Regions from separate parts of the Mus musculus genome. Here region 2 is linked to region 1. Evidence: chromatin contacts called from public promoter capture Hi-C data. All regions are on one chromosome and are shown on one strand. The core of a region is the stretch at or near the end of the contact, and the rest is flanking DNA. Distances in the headings are between cores, read along the strand shown. Region 1 holds the start of Kdm5c (lysine (K)-specific demethylase 5C). Region 2 holds the start of Rragb (Ras-related GTP binding B).

Evidence for each region. Promoter capture Hi-C pulls out the DNA fragments that hold promoters and counts their contacts.
Region 2: a contact with region 1 is called in a promoter capture Hi-C map of hippocampal neurons, with 4 times the contacts expected there. The contact joins the promoter of Rragb here to the promoter of Kdm5c in region 1. A contact is called at or near these places in 2 of 39 promoter capture datasets (erythroid cells and hippocampal neurons).

The regions. Positions count from the first base shown.
Region 1 is chrX:152,231,072-152,237,733 of GRCm38.p6, reverse strand. It overlaps Kdm5c (lysine (K)-specific demethylase 5C), which reads right to left and starts at 4,507. Exons shown (of 26, transcript NM_013668.4): 1 at 4,024-4,507; 2 at 24-101. The coding sequence starts at 4,173.
Region 2 is chrX:153,136,211-153,143,132 of GRCm38.p6, reverse strand. It overlaps Rragb (Ras-related GTP binding B), which reads right to left and starts at 3,175. Exons shown (of 11, transcript NM_001004154.2): 1 at 2,558-3,175; 2 at 1,736-1,769. The coding sequence starts at 2,649.

The sequences.
Region 1 (6,662 bases), core at 3,258-5,757:
CCATCACCAGCTGCTAATCTCACCTCCAGCTCATTCAACCTCTGGATTCGGGGAGTAAACCTGAAGTTATCCACTTCCACGGCAAAGGGTGGCTGCCAGTCCTAGGAGAAAAAAAAGGGGAAAGGAACTTGGGTTATCCTACTTTAATGCAAGATCAGACAGCATCAAAAGCAGCGCCATAATCCATTAATACCTCCTAAAACTTCTAGCCACCTCAGATCTATCAACCTGGGAAGCATCCAAATGGACCCACTCCCAACTCTACCTAAGACTTATAACAGGGCATAAAAGCCCCTCAGGCCCATATTCAAGGCCGCATGTACATGCCCTGGTAAACTTCTAAGTCTTCCCCAACAGTACAGTGCTAGGATTTTGACAAATAAAAAAAGCTCAAATCAGTTAACCACAAACCCTCCTCACACCCACATTGTCACCCTTCCCTGGGCAGGACACATAGCCCAGAGTTCTGGCAACCATGCAGGACCTGGAGACAGGAGATGTGGGTTCATATTGTAGCTCTACTGCTTACTAGCTATGAGCTCTTACCTTTCTGAATCTGTTTTCTTATCTGTAAGGTGGGCATATGAATTCTTGCCTTGGCTTCCTCACTAAATCTAAATAAAATCTAAATCTAAATCTCTAAATCTGACCCCACCAATGAATACACATGCAGAGTAGCTCAGCTCTGGTTCAGGCAGGGATTAATACTTTAGGCCATCAATGCCTGTTTTCTCAGTTAAAGGCTCACAGAAGACACTGCAGGGAAGACCAAGGAAGATGAATCTGCACCTCTTACTCACTCCCCAGGTTGGAAAGGCTTCCTGTGGGTCCTCTCTCATATACTTGTCTGCTGTAAGAGGCGGGGAAAGAAGTCTGGGAGTGAGTGGGAAGCCCAAAAGTGGTGGCAACGAATGCAAGAATTTACAGAGGGGAAGCCAGGAAAAAATTAATGAAAGCAGGGAAAGCTTTACCCTGCCAAGCTGGAGTTTTTTCTGTCCTACCCAAAAGATAGCTATGAAGACTCCCCTTCTGCAGCCTCATGAATGCTTCCCCAGAGAGTCCTCTCTCTCCCCTGGAGCTCTGGTGCTTAAGAAATGGTAAAAGGGTTGGTGAGATGGCTCAGCGGGTAAGAGCACTGACTGCTCTTCCAAAGGTCCTGAGTTCAAATCCCAGCAAGCACATGATGGCTCACAACCATCCATAATGAGATCTGACGCCCCCTTCTGGTATGTCTGAAGACAGCTACAGTGTACTTATGTATAATAATAATAAATCTTTAGGCCAGGAGTGAGTGGGGTAGTCCGGAGCCCCATCCGGAGTGAGCAGCTTTCATTCCCAGCAACCACATGATGGCTCACAACCATCAGTACAACTACTCATATACATAAAATAAATAAATCTTTAAAAAAATTTTAAAATGGTTAAAAAAAAAAGACCCTAAAATAACCTAGATCAACGTCTTCATTTTACAGACGTGGAAAGTAAGGCTAGGAGAGGAAATCCTATGCTAGTTAGCAGCAGAGCCAACACTAGAACCCATGTCCTCTGATCGCTGGTTCTTTCTACTACACTAAGCTACCAGCATTCACACACAAGTGAACACATATGGAAGGACAGAAAAGGTATAGGAAAAGAGAGAAAGAGCTGTTGATCTCTGTATGCAGGCTCTTTCTCTTAAAAAAAGGAACCAGAGGCCTCATATTTGCAAGTGCACACATTCTTCCCCAACCCATGGTAATAGACAGAAAGCACTTGAGGCTGACGAAAGCAGGAGGGGTGAAAAAAAAAAAAAAAAAAAAAAAAAAAACAAACCTTAGGCTAAAATGCTACGGCTTAAGCCAGGTGAAGCTTTCCATACCCTCTTATCTCCCATCAGACAACACTCCCCTCAGCACAGATAACCCAGACAGAAAGGTGCTCAAACCCCAAACTCTAAGCACTGCTTTTCTCTGCTCTGCCAAGTTCTAAACAATTTGAAGTCCTAAGGCAGGAGCTATAGGTGCAACAGTAGATGGGGAAGGTCCAACAAACCTCTCATCTCAGTCCTGTATTAGTACAAATGCTCAAGATGATGGCATTTCGAATGTGGTGACAAACAGGATGGCGAATTCAAGAAGTTGTGTGATGCCACCATTAACTACCCTGTCCTCCATCCATCTATGCCAAGTGTAGCAAGCAGCCACATGCTATGAAACACAAACCCAAAACCACCCCTCTAAGAAAAACTCCAATACCTACTCACACACAGGTTTGCATCCTGGGCCTAAGAATCACTTGGGTGAGTAATTCAAGTTCCAAACAGAAGAAAGCCAACTGCTTTAGAGCCTAAAGGTGGTTTAAGAGAATTGTGGGCACGTACACAAAATCATGAACAACAAAAACAAAAGTCAGGACTGGAAAGAATCAAAGCTACTGGAGTGGAGAAAAGAAGCCTACCAAAGAACAGTCCCCTGGGGACAAACGGACAGATGGACAGATGAACAGATGGACGAAAGGATGGACACACACACCGATGTCCTTGTCATTTCTTCCATCCTGGTTCCCCAAGACAAGGTAAGAGCACCTACATAAGGCCAACCTGCCCAAAAGCCCAAGGGAGAAAAAAGGGAAATTGAGACCTCAATTATCCCCATATTAGGCGTCTCCTGACCACGTCAAGGAATATTTCCATAAGGCCATCCAGGAGTCCAACCTTTCCCTTCTGCTAGCCTTCCTGGCTTGTCACTAATAGCTGTGACTCCCTCACAACAGAAACCCATCTTCAGACACCTGTGACCAACAAGGACTCTAGACTCTAGGGCCCGGAGGATCCATCTAAAACCAGCCTATGAAAGGGCAACAAAAGCACTGAATTGGATAAGAAGACCTAAGATGCTCTTGTCAAGTGGGAATAAGGCTTCCACATCCAGAAGCACCTCCTCGAAGATACATTGTTGCGGATAAATTCAAACCAGCCCAGGAATCTCAAGTGGTTACTAAACACTGTTCACCATTGTTTCCTCCAGTGTGTCAGCAAGGCAGCAGCCTGTCCTAGCCTTTGGAAAACTTCCCCTGGGCTAGTCAGGACTAGAAGCAACAATATGGTCCTTTTTGCTGAACATTTGGGAAGCAAAGGAAGATTTCCATATCTCCACTATTGTTCCTGGGGACCCAAGAAAACCTTATCTTATAGGATCATCTACATTCTGAGCCTGAGGTAGAATCCAGATCTTCTGAGAAGGCCATACCAAGCTAACTGGTCTAAACTTCTCCATAGGAAGGCTGTGGGGACCATGTGCAAGAAGGTTCTGACATTACCTTCAACTAGAAAACGCAGGAGCCAGAAAGAGCACTCCCTGTGAGAATGATTTCCTGACTGGCCACCAGGCTAGGATATTATCAGAGATGAATTGGCCTGACAGCGTGAGTAAACATGAGTCAACACACACAGAAGCAAACCAATGACCACATCAAGCACCTTCACAGTCACAGTAATTACCACTTACCAGAGTGCACTATGTTACCTGGTTTAATCTAATTATTCCCAGCACACAATTCACAGGCTCAGGGATTACTTTACATGCCCAAGGTCATACAGCTGCTAACCTTCTAAGTAGTTTTAAACTCACGTCTGACTCCCTTTTGAGACGTGATCTTTCCACTACACCACACAGCTTGCCTTAAAGGGAATAATGACAGTAGTCGTTACTTTGTAACTGCCTCGACCAGGGTGATACAAAGTAAAAGATGGGAGTCTCTGTGCCTCCCTGCGAACTCTCCCCAGCCCATTAAGCATCTGTGTATTGAATCAAGGGAAATTCTCAAGAGCAGAGTGGGAGTGGGTCTCAGACCCCAGGTCACTTGTATGCCACAAAACGAGGAGCCCTGACCCCAGCACCCTTTTTCCGCTTCGTGAGGCATCCACAAAATACCAGCCATCCCATATTCTTCCCACACCTGCTGCCCTCCGCCCGGGACTTCACCACTGGCTACCCGGATCCACCCACAAACTCGCCGCTGGCGACCATCAGCTCCCAGCCTTACCGCGGGTGGGCGGATCTTGCAAATGCCGGACTTCTCGGCGATGGGTCTGATTTTCGCGATGTAGCCAAGAGGGTCTCGGAACTCGGCCCAGCTAGGCTCGAACACCGGACACTCCGGCGGCGGTAGGAAATCGTCGGACCCCAGCTCCATGGTGGGCCCGAGGGCTGGGCCAGAGATCGGGAGGGCTCAGGTCGCCCTTAAGGACGCATGGCGCCGCCGCTGTCTGAAACCGAGGTACTTCTCGGAGTCTAGGCCCTAAGCAGGACGGCCACCGCCCGTCAAGGGCTTAGGGGGGCGGGTGCCGTGCTCTAAAAGTCTCAGGCTGAGGTTCCTTTTACAGGTTCTTAGTCCTGTTCCGTTTCTTCCACACCTTACCGCTGCCTCCCAACTACTGAAGCCTTCACTACTACAGTTAAGTCCCAGTCGCGGCAGGTTTCACCGCTGCCACCGCCATCTTGGTTTGTCAGCGTCTCCTCCCCCCCACCTCTGTACCTCACCACAACAAACCAGATCCCTCCGCAAGGTGTCTCTCCGAGTTCCGTTTACTTTGAGTCAGAAAAAAACCTAGGAAGCCTTCATCATGTGATGACCGAAAGAAATCGGGTTGTATATGTCCCTTATTTGGAGGTGGTTAGTTAAAAACATTTCTCAGGCTAAGAGAAAATAGTTCATTTCATTGGCGGAAGAACAAAATTGTAAATCGATGGCCGGATCCTTTTACCGGATGGACCGGCGATGCACGTTTAAAGGCCAGTGATGCGCATGCGCAGTCTCTAGACAAACCGGAAGAGGAGCTAGTGTCCATAAGTAGTGAGCCTAAACTAGTACGCGCCCATGCGCGCTCGCACACGCTCGCGCACGCGCACGCACACACCCTAGATCCCAAGCCGGTTGTCTCCTCCCCAATGTCCTTTGCTGCTTCTCTCAGGTCCTTTCAGTGAGAACCACGGAAGGCGGTGATTTCGAGGAACCTCCGCCCCCTTCCTCCCCCTCCCCCTCCCATTCCGCGTGTCTACTGCTGAGTGAATTGAAGATTTACCAGACTTACACCTCTGAGGTTTTTGTTTTTAAATGAAAGAAGGAAACTCCTCACTCCCTAGAGAATGTGGAGTTTTAGAAGCTTCAGTCCCACGTAGAGTAAAAATGCATTATTCTCCCCAGTATCATTGGCCATCAGCATTTTAAAGAATGCTTTCGACTGTTTGGTATACATTGTAACTATATAAACACTTTGTATAATATGTGTGTATCCATTTTTGTAGCAACTACTGCTACAAAAAAACCAAAAGGCCTGGATGTTTACATTTTTGTTTATTCCATGTATATGCAGTACATAGAGGCTAAAAAGGGGGGGATTTTGAGTTTGAGACCAGCCTGAGCTACATAGCAAGATCCTGCCTCACAAAGTAGTAGTAGTAGTAGTACTAGTAGTAATATTATTATTACTAATGGCCGGGCAGTAGGTGGCACATGCCATTAATCCCAGCACTTGGGAGGCAGAGGCAGGTTGTACAGTGAGTTCTTGTCTCCAAAAAAAAAAAAAAAAAGGGCAGGCATGGTGGCATACATCTTTAATTCCAGTACTCAGGAGGCAGAGGTAGATGAATCTCTGAGTTCAATGTCATCCTGGTCTACAGAACTACTTCCAGGATAGCCAGGATAGGGCTACTCCCCATCTCAAAAACTCAATAGTAATAATAGTAATAATAATGTAAAGTAATGGAACTGGACAGGAGAAAAGGCATTAAAATTAAGGTTAGTAAGTTTGCTGTTCCTCACCTGAAGACATTTTGCTTTTCTACCTGAGGAACATCTCTGTAAAGAGTAAAGAACACCAGGCTTTTGGTCTCAGCACCACCCATTCTTCCTCCAGTCTCCTCTAATGTCCTTAGCCCAGACATACCACAGGGCAAAAGGAAACCGAGCAGTCTTTTAAGCCAGTGATATAAAATGCATTGATTTGTATTTGTGAAAGTCATACTATGCAACAGGAACTTTTGTGAGCATGTGAAAATACAAAAGCATGCCTTCCTGGAACAGATTATTTACTCACTGGGCCCTGCCAAGTACCTCACGTCCCTGACCCTTGGTTTTCTTGTTCATAAAATGAAGTTAAGTAATCCTTTCATTACTTAGGAAGATTAGAGATAATAATATCTGCGTCTCTTTTTTAAAAAATTATTTTCATTGCTAATTTATTTATTTTTGTATTTATTTATTTTATGTATACGAGTACATTGTAATTGTCTTCAGACACACACCAGAAGAGGGTATTGGATCCCATTACAGATGGTTATGAGCCACTGTGTGGTTGCTGGGAATTGAATGCAGGACCTCTGGAAGAACAGTCAGTACTCTTAACCACTGAGCCATCTCACCAGCCTAATGTCTGCCTTTCTTTAAGAGCCAAGTGCTACAGGGCAGTGGTGGTGCACGCCTTTAATCCCAGCACTTGGGAGGCAGAGGCAGGCAGATTTCTGAGTTCGAGGCCAGCCTGGTCTACAGAGTGAGTGCCAGAATAGCCAGGGCTACACAGAGAAACCCTGTATCGAAAAAAAAAAAAGAAAGAAAATTAAAAAAAAAAAAAGCCAAGTGCTGGGGAGTAGTATTCTCCCATCTTTCAGATGAGTAGAATGAAA
Region 2 (6,922 bases), core at 1,926-4,425, 910 kb before region 1:
ACTTCAGATCATCAAAAAACACAGATATTTATATTATGATTTGTCACAGTAGAAAATTGCAGTTATGAAGTAGCAACGAAAATAATGTTGTGGTTGGGGAGTCACCACAACATGAGGAAGGGTCACAGCATTAGGAAGGTTGAGAAGCATTGGTTTAGGCTGAGAGGTATCATGCCTGCCCCTCAGTGGTACTACTATATCATTGCAGACCATAAAGCTCTGTAGTCCTTCCTTTCAACAACTCTCTCACAAGACTGGAAACATTTGAAGGACAGAGGGAGAGTCTTTGTATCCTTTGTGTACTTTCTTATCTCCAGTGCCTAACAGGGAACAAAAGCTTGAAATGCACTCATCAAAAGAATGGTGCCACACGCCTTTAATCCCAACACTTGGGAGGCAGAGGAAGGCAGATTTCTGCGTTCGAGGCCAGCCTGGTCTACAGAGTGAGTTCCAGGACAGCCAGGGCTATACAGAGAAACCTTGTCTCGAAAAAACCAAAATAAAAATAAAAATAAAAAATAAAAAATAAAGAAATGAACAAGCCATTAGAGGAAAAAAGGCAAGGACAACTATCTGGTAGAGAGCAAGACTTTACAGATGTCTTTCTTGTGTAAGGATTTGACACAAGAAAAAACACCTGTTAAAGCCAAATTATCTTGCACTACAAGGAGTCAGAGTTAAATGACTTTCACAGTCCTTTCTAAGCACAGTGTTTATGAGATACAGTTCTGTTAACTTTCCTTTTCAAATGAAAGAGACACAGATTCTACCTCCAATCCTAACATATCAAAATGTCTGATTACAAATATAAGAAGCTTTAGTGAAAACATACTGGATATGCATTGGCTCAATTCAACAATTTAGATATCCAGGTTTACCTAAGAAAATTTAATTGTTTATTTAGTCTAAAATTTATATGAACATTTTCCTTGCCCTTTGCAAAACAAATTAACTAAACAATTAACTAGATTAACTAAACATTAATTAAGCAATAACTGTATCTATTTCTGAAGGTAAAGGCTGATCCTTCAACGCATGTGCATTGCAGAACCATTAAAGCAAATGGCAGTTCGCCCCCTTTCTCTTTTCACAGTTCCTTAAGCTTCTACTTTTCCCCTCCTAATTATGTAGAAATTTCTGGCATTTTTTTAGGCATCCTTGTTGACAGCAACTTCAGACATTCATCAAAAAAAAAAAATCCTCCTAGCAAACTTGAGGCCCAGAATTAAATTTTAGATAAAGTCAGGCTAAAAATATGGGAGCTTTTTTAACCTTACATGGTGAGGATAATTATGTTTGTGGTGTACAGGGAGTTTATTCATGTAAACTTCCTAATATCCCTATGAAGGTTATTACCAGTACTTCACAAGTGATACTAAATCCCAAAAAGGTCAAGAAATATTGCTCCTGAGCTACAGTCTTAGGGATATTGTCTAAGTCCCAATAAAAGTGCAAAGCAAAGCAAAGAACATCCAATTCCAGCTAGAAAAAAAAATTGCACGTAACATTTGATTTGGGTTAAAGAATCAGTGCACACACAGAGGGCTGTGTAATATTTGTATCTGGCTTGACTCCATGAGATTAATTTTAGACAAAGTAAATCTGACAGTAAATAAGGGGATGAGTGTCTCAAAGACCCCATAGATTCTTGCCACAATCCAGAAAAAGCCAGATTCCCTGAACTGCAGCTTCTTACCTTTTTCTTCATGTTACTGATGTAGCTAACACATCTTACCTTTTTCTTCATGGCTGCATTTGGCATTGCCCACCTGTAGATATAAACCAAAAGATGGTGTTTTCGTGATCTAATTGCCGGGGGCGGGGGGTGGGGGGGGGGACACACAAGTAAACTGAAAGATGCAGACGAATATTCTTTAAAGCAGCTAAGTATGGATGAGACCTCTTTTCAGAAGTCTTCATTTTCCTAAATTATAAAGCTGGGTTTATGCTCCCTGTTTCCTTCATCAGCTCGGGAGACGCTTCCTAGGATGGCATATTTAGGAATAGAAACCATTTAAATTCAAGATTTGATATTTTGTCATAAAGCTGAAGCAACACTCTGGGTACTTTTATAAATCAAACAATATTGTCATAATCTGAATACTATTTTTTTTAAATTCATCTCCGTATTTTTCAAATCTAGAAGCATCTTTGGACCTTCAATCGTCCTTCCAAGCTGTATTTCATTCATTAAAGGCACAAAGTACATATAACGCAGTTCTCAAATAGGCATATCGCACTATACGTCATTGGTCAGCAAATGTCTGTCCTTTCCTTTTTTATCATCAACAAGGTGATAACATCAAATAACCTTTATAGAAAACAGAAAACAACTCAGAACTGTCTCAATTAGAAGACTACGCATAAACCAGGAATCCCACATCCAGGCAAAGGGTGTTTCTATTCTGTTTTCCGTCATCAAGGGCATGATATCAATCAACCATATTGGTAAATTAAAGCAATTCATCACTGCAGGTTAGAGGTTGTTGCATCTCACAATACTCTTTACAATTAGCATGCCCTCCCTCCCAGGTGCAACATAATCCCCTTTACCCACCCAAGCGATCCTTCCGGCTCCCCTAGAGGAGGCTCCACTTTTGGGCCCACATTCTCTTTCTCTGTCTTTTTCTCGGAGTCAGATTCTTCCATCGTGCAACAAGTCCTTCACAGTGCCTTCTAAATCCGCAGTACCGTTCTTCTGGCTCACCTGCCTACGCTCAGCACCCAGGGCCCGCGGGGCCTGATCTATCCCTGCCTCCGCCTTTGTCCACTGGGGGGCCGCTTTTCCCACAGTTACCTTTACCGACCCGAACTTAGTCTCCAGGCACAGCCGAGCAGGCCAGCCCAAAGGAGCAAGCGATTCGATTCGGTGCGTGCAAAGGAAGAGATGGAGGAGAGGGAGGGCAAGGTGGATGAGGAGTTGGTCCCGAGTTTGGGCCTCACTCGCCAAGGTCTCAAGACCCAAAGGTAACTTGGTCAGCTTCTGTACAGACTGCAAAGGCTGAGATAACGGAATGAGCGGAGCGGAGCTGCAGAAGCAAAGCGGTCACTGCCTGGTGGCTCCTCCCGACCTCGCTGCCAGTCACGGTCCGCCTGAGGATGCTCTTACTTCCGCGCCCGCCCTTCAGGAGCGCAAGAACCTCACCGCAACCACGCTACTGCAGGCCAGGATCACGTGGGAACCTGCCGTAGTCCCAGGGCCTGTCACGTGCCGCTACCCTTTTGGGGGGGCCCTGGGTTTGCTTGGAAGAATACCATAGAGACTGCTTTAGGAAAGCCAGAGTGCCACCCGCCATCACGTGGCCCGGGCTCTCATTTCCGCGCCATTGGCCCTTAGGGCGGCCTGCGGGCACCTAGACACTGATGGACGCGGCCCCGCCCACTCGCTGCTCAGAGTTAAAGGAGAAGGTTGCAATTTCAGCACCTGCCAGCTAGCCGTTTTCACTACTCCCTATGATTAGGGCCCTGTGCATTTTTGCATTTTGGTAACTTTTCTTCCCGTTAATCCTTATGACAGTTCAAGTAATTAAAAAAGCAATCCATCTAAAGTGTTTTAAACTGTCTTTCCCATAGAAAACTCTCAATAAGTTGTTATTGCCAGGACCAGAACCACACGGAGGGTTTAACACGTCCGCCACTTAACTTTTAAAAGTTGCAAACATAATTTTAAAGTTTCTGATGATCATCATGAGATACTTGCTACATACAGAGTTTTATGTGGAGAAGAAGTGATTTGTCAACCAGCTCTCAAATCTCAACGCAGCAAGTTCCAACCTCAATGACCTAAGAGCTTCTTAGGCTTGGAACTCTTTTAAATGTGACACCAAGGTTACAGGCTGGGAAAAAGAGTGGCATAGGTTGATGCTCCCTTGAAAGACTGAATTTGCCATTCACAGTTTGTAATGGCCTCAACTTTCTCAGCTTATAGGTAATGTCCTCCAGAGGTCTTCCCAACCCATACTCTATTAGAGTACAACAGTCTTTTGAACCTGCAGTAGTTATTTTCTGTTGTATGCTTTTTAATTCATAATATTCCTTTGTAGTTTTTCTTTTGTTGTTGAGATTATACTGTAGACACATTTCTTTTTTCCCTTTTTTCCCTCCAAACCTTGTCATATAAACAACTCTCCTTGCTCTTTCAAAGTCATGGCTTCGTTTTTCATTGGTTGTTGTTATATGCACATATATGTATATACATATATATTCCTAATATAACCCGCTCAGTCTGTATAATAATCTCATATATATGTTTTCAGGGCTGAGCAGTTGGTATTGAAGAACCAGACAGTGTATTCTTCCCTAGGGAAAATTATTTCTCCTGCTCTGGGCATTCCTTGGTTGCCTGTAGTTCTTTGTGTAGAGTATAATACTTACTGACATGGCAATAATCTTGTTTATTTGATCTCTGAGTATAGGATTTCTATTTAAACGCTATAAGGACAAGCACTTACTTTTGAAAAATGTTCTCCTATACACTAGGTTCACAGACCAGAATGTGTGTATATACTCGATATTCACTGAGTACTGTTTTTTTTATAAAGATAAGAACAAATGTGTTAAGGAATTTCTGATTAATAACAGAAAGGAGAAAATGTATGATAGTTCTTTAATATCCACAACACATGAGTGTATTTTGAGAATGAGCATGCCTAGACATTTTTAGGAAGTAAAGCCAATGAAAAGAGAGGAAACAATTGCTACAAAATTTCTGGAGAGGAGAAGGAGAGGAAGCTAGAGCACAGCTAGCAACATTCCTTCTGGATAGAAGACAAAAATTCTATGGAGACATGAGTAGGAGACAAGAGTAGGCATGGACACAAAGCAGTCTCTAGAAGTTGATGATAGGTGGTGTATATGGGAAACTATCCCAGCTATTGTATTCTATTATCAGTGTTGGAAAAGCAAGATCATTTTGGGAAATTGGCCGAGATGTTAACCATTTGAAAGATAAGCAAAAGAACAGCATAAAGAAGCATGCCGCAAGGATTTCTGTTCGGTACTGAAAGAACAATTAAGGTTGGAAATAGTAAGATGGTATGGCACACATGCATGGATTGGTTTGGGGGTGTGTTTTTTGCTCTAAATGTAATCAACAACCTTAGTGGAGATGATTATAAGACAGGCTAGGTATGACCTCTGAATCTTCTTCCAGGGCTTTTGAAGTTTAAGTAGGAAACAAGGATAAGGAGTCAAGAAATTTATAAACACTCATCTTCACATGTTCAGTGGATGCTCCTGTGAGTAAGGAAAAATATAAACACTTCATAGAGTTGGGTTTTCTTAAAGACAGAAGAAGTGGGACAAAAGTTAAATTGAGTTTGATTTTAGTGAAATAGTGTGATGCTTTGAACAACAATGTTCCCCAAAGGCTCATGTGTGCATTTATTCCCCCAATTGAAGGTGCTGTTTGGAGAAGTTTAAGAGGTGTGGCCTTATTGAAGGAAATATGCCACTGAAGGCAGCTTTTGAAGAGTTTAAAAACCTGCACCATTCCATTGTTCTCTCTGCTTCATTTTTGTGTTTCAAGATGTGAGCTCTCAGCATCCCGATTCAGCTGTCATGCCTGCTGCTTGCTGCAATGCTTCCCTGCTGTGATGGAGTCTTATGTCTCTGGACCCATTACCCAAATAATCTCTTCCTGCTCCAAGATGTCTTGGTCACTGTATTATATCAGAGTAGTAGGAAAGGAACTAATACAGATGTTTGAACTCAATTTCATATTTAAGTTTAAGTAGTAGAAGCTATTCTGAATACTGAGATCTTGATAAAACAGCAGGCCTTAAACAAATTATTAGAATTCTCTGAACCTCATTTTCCTCTAGTATAAAATCTTTTTAATAACAACTTTCTCAGATGTTTTAAGGATTGAACTAGACCATGAAAGAAAATTGCCCCATATAGTGGCTTATCTATAAATGGTACTTAATAAATGATATTTTAAAATGTGAAGTTCCATTCAAACAGAATAATGTCTATACTAGTATCTGATAAACTAGACTTGAAGTCTGAGACAAAAGAGCCATTATATCATAAATAGAGGCATCAACTCCTCAAGAATATATAACAGTTGTAAGTTCATATGTATCCAATATAATATTTCCCAGGTATATAAAACAAATATTCTGGCTGTAAAGTGAAAAACTCTAATATGTTATAGCATGGAATTTCAATACCACACTTTACAAAACAAATAAACAAACATCTAGACAAACTCAGTAAGATTTAAAATACACTTTCTACTGAATGGACTTGATAGACATATCTAGAGTATTCCACAAAAGAGCACAATAGACATTTTCTCAATTCCACTTGGAAAATGCTCCAGACTATTATATTATATCACAAAAATAGAAGAAATTTAAAGATTATAATTGTTATTAAGTTTCTTTTCTGATCACTATGCTATAACACTAGAAATAAGTAACAGAAGTAAAGTTGTAAAATCCACAAACATGTGAAAATTAAGCAATATACTCATGGATATCCAGTGAACAAAGAGGAAATTACAAGAGGAAAGTAAAATGATGTTTATAGCAAAAATGCCTAAGTTAAAAAAGAAAATGTTCAAATTAACAAAGCAGAACTTCTCAAGTAACTAAAAATAAAAAATAAAGTCCAAAGTTACAGAGATATTCCCATCCAGTAAAGATCAGAGCAAAGTGTTGAAATAGAGATAAGAAAAACCAATACAAAGCTCAACCTGAATAGCTTTTAAAAGATAAATAGAAGTGGCAATCCTTTAGCTAGGCTAATTAAAAAAAAATCCCCCTCCCGCCCCAAACTCTCAAATTGTGAAGAAAACAGGAACAATTACACCTGCCACCTGCAGAAATTCAAAGGCTTATATGAGATTTCTATGAGCAATTTAAGGACAATAAACTGAATAACCGGGACAAAATGGGTAAATCCTTCTTATTTTTTT